Linked DNA regions of Mus musculus: region 2 is linked to region 1. Evidence: chromatin contacts called from public HiChIP or PLAC-seq data. All regions are on one chromosome and are shown on one strand. Each heading gives the region's core, a stretch centred on a gene start, on an enhancer-like site or on the middle of the called end of the contact. The rest is flanking DNA. Distances are from core to core; before and after follow the strand shown. Region 1 overlaps Gm36857 (a long non-coding RNA gene). Region 2 overlaps Gm13707 (a long non-coding RNA gene).

Region 1 (2,883 bases), core at 61-2,560:
AGACAAACAAGGTTATAAACCAGCAAGCCCCTAACCAGCGGCACGTTCGAATCACCTGGGGAGCTTTTACAAAACATTAATATTAAGGTTTTACCTCAGAAGCCTGACTCAATGGTCTATAGTGGTACCCAGGCAGGATTTGTAAAGAGCTTTGTTGAGATGTATTTTGGATACCATCAAATTCACCGTTCTAAGTTGAATGGTATTTTAGTAAGGACATGCCTGTGCCTTCAGCATTCTGATCGTCCAGCCTGGCTCCCACTGTTCCCTCCAGATGCCCCAAGGATGATGTGTGGTTTTCTCACTTTTTAAAGATTTGTTTTAAACCATTTTAGTTATGAGTACAGCTGCCCAATGAGGTAGAGGCATCAGCTATCCGTGGAGTTGGAATTAATTATAGGCAGCATGAGGGGCACCCTGAGAATGAAATTCCAGTCCCCTGCAAGAGCATCCTGTGTCTGCATCTCTAAGCTATCTCTACATTTTCCATTTTTGACTCCCAGCGCCAATCATCACTGTGGTCCATGTCTAATCTGCAAATTCCAAGTACCAGTGTTTTCTAAAAACTACCTAGTAAGAAAGGGGGTTTTGTGTGCAGCGTCTGGCTACAAGTGACCATTCTGGACACCTGAGAGCTAAGATTCTTAATCTTGCCTCACAAGCTTTAGTCATTTTCTGTGAGAATATTTCTCTGTAAAGAAAGACCTCTAGTTTTTATATCAAACATTCTTGGCGGAAATAAAATGAATTTTAGAGCAGCCAGCTTTACTAGAATATGAAATGAAAGACGTCTGTACACATAGCCACACCCCTAGTAAAGACGAAGTGTGCATTTCTACACAGGCTTTAGGGATACAGAGCTCTTTTGTTCTGTGGTAAAATTTAAAAGTCTGAAGTACTACCTTCAAAGTCAATTTTATTGCCTTAAAAATTAACAAAAAGCACATTTACCTCAGATTGAAAATCATGGTGATTACTGCACTATTGTCTTTGGATGTTCAAGATGCCCTCGGGGGAAAGATCCAGAGAAGCACTGAGTATTTTATTGTTATGTCACATAAACACGGACCCAAGAACACATCACCGCAGGAGTCCTGGGAAAGCAATCACGTACTAGTGACCATGGAGAGTTGATGTTCTCTCGCCATTTGCGGCATGCAGGGCAAGCAAGCACTTGTGAGAGGGTGAGCCCAGGGGAGCAAGAATGAACTTGAAAGATTTCACAGAAACATCAGCCCCAGAGGGCTACAGACATGTGAGCAAACCACAGCCAGAGGCTGCCAGTGACTCAGAGATTTCTCAACAAGAAATCTTCCTTCCTCCATGGGCCTGAGCAGCCAGCCGCAGCCAGCAGCTGCCATCGGCACAGCCAGGGCTTGCGAAGTGTTATGGGGTGCAGCTGGAACGTGACCCCACCCAGATCACTCCCTAAAATTGCAAGGCTTTAAAACAGTGCCCCCAGCCAAGAAGGTGCCATCCAGGGTTCCGCCCAGAAATTCTCCAGCAACAAGGTTGTCAGCACTGGAGACAGGGTTCTGAGGCAAAGTGGCCTTTGACTGTGAATAGGGGGGAAAAAATAACAACAGCAATAAAGAAAAACCCTAGATTTTAGTCAAGTCCAAATCTACACTCTGGCTTGGAACCCTCAGCTTTTGCAGAGATGCTGAGGATAAACACTAAGCTATCCTCCACCACCACCACCACCTGTAATTATCAACCGGTAGTCTCTCTAAATTCTTCATCCATGGGAAAACTTCAAATGAGTTTGAAAGGGGGAAAAAAAAAGTCTCCCAAGAAGACTGAATACATGCTGCAGCCTGCTCTCCCCTCCTCCAAATCATAGGAGAACAGAGAAGACAGAGAACCTCAGAGAAATGACAGAAGGAAAACTCCCAGAGCAAAGAGTACTGTCAACTGTAGACATGAGGGAAAATTTTTAAGGATAGAGAAAGGCAACCTCTGTAGCCAGAAACAGTGAAGGACACACAACAGATGTACTCAGATGAATGAGCCCAAAACAAGCAGGAGAGATCAGTTGTATAGTTGTATAATGGGATGTCTCCAAGGACCTCTAGATTCAAAAAAAGGACAGTGTGGGGCAGTGGGCGGGGGGAAGCATACAGAACAGAAGGTTCTAAGGCACTCACCATCAGAGATGGCTAAGACACTAAAGTACAGCATACAAAAAAGTGGTCTTACACACACACATATACATACAAACACACACACACACACACACATCATAGGAACACACATATACTGAGCAGAACAGACAACAAGCCCCAGAGGCAACCACACCCTGAATCTGGCCTCATCCAGGAGAAATAAAAGCATTTTTTCCTGACTCACACTGCCCAGCCCCACAGTTTCCCACCTCACCACTAAAGACAACTCATCTCCGTACTCATGGGGCCTCTCGTACCAGAAGAAAACACAGACTCAAAGACCACCAAGCATCGAGAACACTGTGACCGAGATGCACCACATGCTACCAAGACAAGAGCAACCCTGCTGGGCAGTGGTGACCCACACCTTTAATCCCTGCACTCGGGAGGCAGGGGCAGGTGGATCTCTGTGAGTTTGAGGTCAGCCTGGTCTACCGAGTGAATCTAGGACAGCCAGGGCTACACAGAGAAACCCTGTCTCGCAAAAGCAAAGCAACAACAGCAACAACACCTCACAAGAGTGACCCTCAAAACCAAAGTCATCAGAGACTCATTCAACAGATTTGCCTGCAGAATAGACACAACCAAAGAAAAACTCGAAGCTGACGGGAAGGGAGAGAAGTTCTCTCAGAGTGAGGAGCAGGGAAGAGGGCCTAGTGCATGACAAGGGCATGCATTTATGAGAGAGAATCTGGAAGAACTCCTAAAAGAAAGAAGA
Region 2 (2,777 bases), core at 81-2,580, 1.8 Mb before region 1:
AAGCAAACCAACATGGAGCTGCCCCTTCATTTACTTGGATCTATTTTACTTTATGTGCATGAATGTTTTTCCTGTATCCACGTGTACCACATGTGTGCATGGTGTCCACAGAAGTGAGTGGAAAGCAGCAGAACCTCTGAAACTGGGGTGAGAACTGGTTGTGAGCTGCCGTGTGGGTGCTGAGCATCCTGGTCAGTGCGCACATGGCAGCTCAAGTAAGAGCAACAAGTGCCTGGGAGCCGTCTCTCTAACCCTAAGCCGTTTAGCTTTAACTGTCAACCTGACAGAATCTAGAATCACCTGAGAAGAGGATCTTAATGAGGGGTTGCCTAGATCAGGCTGGCCTCTGAAGGTGACTGTGGAAGCTTATCTTGATTTTGTTCATTGACATGAGAAAGCCCAGTCCACCATGGGCATCATCATTCCCTAGATGTGAGCCCTAAAACACTTCGCGGTGAAAGTGAGCTGAGTAGTAGGCATGTATGCAATCATTCTCTCTCTCTGCTCTTGGTCGTTGGATGTGTCTAGCTGTTTCAAGCTCCTGCCTTGATTTCCCCCTCAGTTGTGGACTAGAACCTGGGATTGTAAATAAATTCTTACCCTTCTCTCTTAGCATTGTCTTTACCAGAGTATTTCATCTCAGCAAGACTAAATTGCAACCCCAGGGCTAAGCTGCCTTGACGGTTACAGTGATTGACTACACAAACATGAAGACTAGAGTTTGGATCACCAATCACCACATGAGTGTGGTGGGATAGCCTCACTATAACTCTAGCCTCTAAAGGCAGAGGCAGGGGATCCCTAGAGTACGCTAGCTAGCAAGACTTGACATAGTGGCTCTCCCTGGGTTTGACTGAGGGACTTGACTTTAATGAATGAGATAGAACAGCAATTGAGGGTGGTTCCTAACATCAACTCAGTCTGCACATGTTCACAGACACACATGTTCACAAATGTGCATGTATACATACACAAATGGAAAGAAAAACCACACAAACATCACCCTAACATCTATCTATCTTGGACTTTCAGTTCTGTTAGTACATAAACAGTTTTCTTGCAGATGTTCATCTGAATTGAGTTTTCTATTAATTCAAAATTGGATATTCCATTGTCCCTGCAAAATAATATGGAATGAGTAGACAAGGGAATTGGTGAAGACTAGGTCTGACATGATAAAAATGACAGTAAGAAAAGGAAGAGAGTTAGACAACCTAGGTCATCAGGAAGGGAGAATCTATATGGGAGGCTACTCTATACCAGTCTGGCCAGTATTTCCACACTGAAAGTGAAACAAAGGAACAGCGTGTGGGGAAGTTGCAACCACCCACAAGAAAATCCATGTAAGATGTCAAACCAGAATGTTAAAGACAAAACAGACATTTACTTGAAGGCTTATGCAATCCTAGTCCAATAGATGATCTCACCCTTGTAAGGAAAGAAGTGAACTAGCTCACCACAAAATTCTATAACCAGGTCTATAAAATGCCGTGTAAAACTGGAAGAATACTGAGGACGGAAAAAAAAAACCTGTAAGAACTGGATGACTAGGAAGAAGCTGTGGCTTGTAGCTTGGCATGGAGGAGGTACTGGATGGAGAACAAAAAGGGAGAGGAAGGTTACCCAGATGATAGATGGCAAAGCTCTTCTTAGAGGCTGAGGTAGGACTGATTGGGCCAATCCAATGACATGAAGCTTCTGGGAGTCCCAGGGGGTGAGTGGGCAGGTGACACAGATGGAAACTGCTGGGAAGAAAGGCCAGCCTCATTGACATTCTTCAAATTTCACCGGTAAGAAGAGGACTATTGGAAAGAGGAGTGAAAATGGAAAGAGAGAGATTCAAAGGAGGGGCAACTGGGGTTGTGAGAGGAAGATGAAGTCTGGGGTTGTGAGAGGAAAGCCAGAGAGGGTTTCCAAAAGAGGCGAGGACGATTCAAATGCAGAGGAAAGCCATTTCTCAGGAATTCAGGGTTCAATGGGTGCAAGACGGTGGAGGGGGACCTTCTCTTCTGCACACCCATCTCCAGCACCCAACTCGACAAAGTGTTACTTTTAAATGATCTCCGTTAAGCAATAGGGCATTATTGTTATTTTCAAGTTAAGAAGCGGGAGGCAACATGAAGTTTAGAGTATCTCGAATGTCAGAATGAAAAGCTGGAGAGAAAAAGGTTACAAGAAGAAATTCTCAAACGTTATGAAGAACAAATGTGCCTGGCAGAGAGTCTGACATAACGTCCTGCTCTGAGCTTCTGAGCACACGGCAATGAGAGGAGCGACATTAAAAAGAGGGCAGCTGGAGAGGTCTGGTTGTGATTCCAGTTTCAACAAATAAGGAAGGAGCTGGGAAGTGCCATTCTAATGAATAATAATGATGATAATAATACTAAAACCCAACAACTTCACTAGATCTATCAGAGAAGCAGAGTCTTGGGATAAAGTGTTGTCCCTGAAATTGAAGAGACAGACAGGTGGAGACAGAAAACAAGAACTTACAAGGACAGCCAGAAACCAGTGCATTTGGATGACGGAGTATGCAGAGCCTGTGAACTTACACGACAGAGGGACTCAAGGAAGCACTCAAAGCCGATGAGTGATTAGCCAGGGGCCTTGAGATGGAGAGAGCTTCCGGGATTACCCAGGTGAACCCAGCATAAACATTCAAAGTAGAGACTGTGTGCATGAGCTGCGGTCACAGGAACATGATGCCATGGAAGAAAGGCCAGGGCTTTGCAACACTGTTGGTTTTGAAAATTGAGGAAGAGGGTCAAAGGCCAAGG

The links. HiChIP or PLAC-seq counts read pairs in DNA pulled down with a chosen protein or histone mark.
Region 2: an H3K27ac HiChIP or PLAC-seq map of microglia shows a contact between it and region 1, with 4 times the contacts expected there. The contact joins two enhancer-like sites. A contact is called at or near these places in 3 of 39 promoter capture datasets (hippocampal neurons and liver) and 1 of 115 datasets of contacts at active chromatin or transcription factors (microglia).

The regions. Positions count from the first base shown.
Region 1 is chr2:71,593,113-71,595,995 of GRCm38.p6, reverse strand. The region is part of intron 1 of Gm36857 (a long non-coding RNA gene); the gene reads right to left. Among named protein-coding and RNA genes, the nearest start is that of Gm36857, 3.2 kb to the right of the region's middle. Within about 2 kb of position 1,310, at least 76 of the 459 cell types and tissues checked have an H3K27ac peak or open chromatin away from gene starts, as enhancers often do. A contact at or near this core is called in microglia, where this site is marked.
Region 2 is chr2:73,395,659-73,398,435 of GRCm38.p6, reverse strand. The region is part of intron 2 of Gm13707 (a long non-coding RNA gene); the gene reads right to left. Among named protein-coding and RNA genes, the nearest start is that of Gm13707, 10 kb to the right of the region's middle. Within about 2 kb of position 1,330, at least 18 of the 459 cell types and tissues checked have an H3K27ac peak or open chromatin away from gene starts, as enhancers often do. A contact at or near this core is called in microglia, where this site is marked.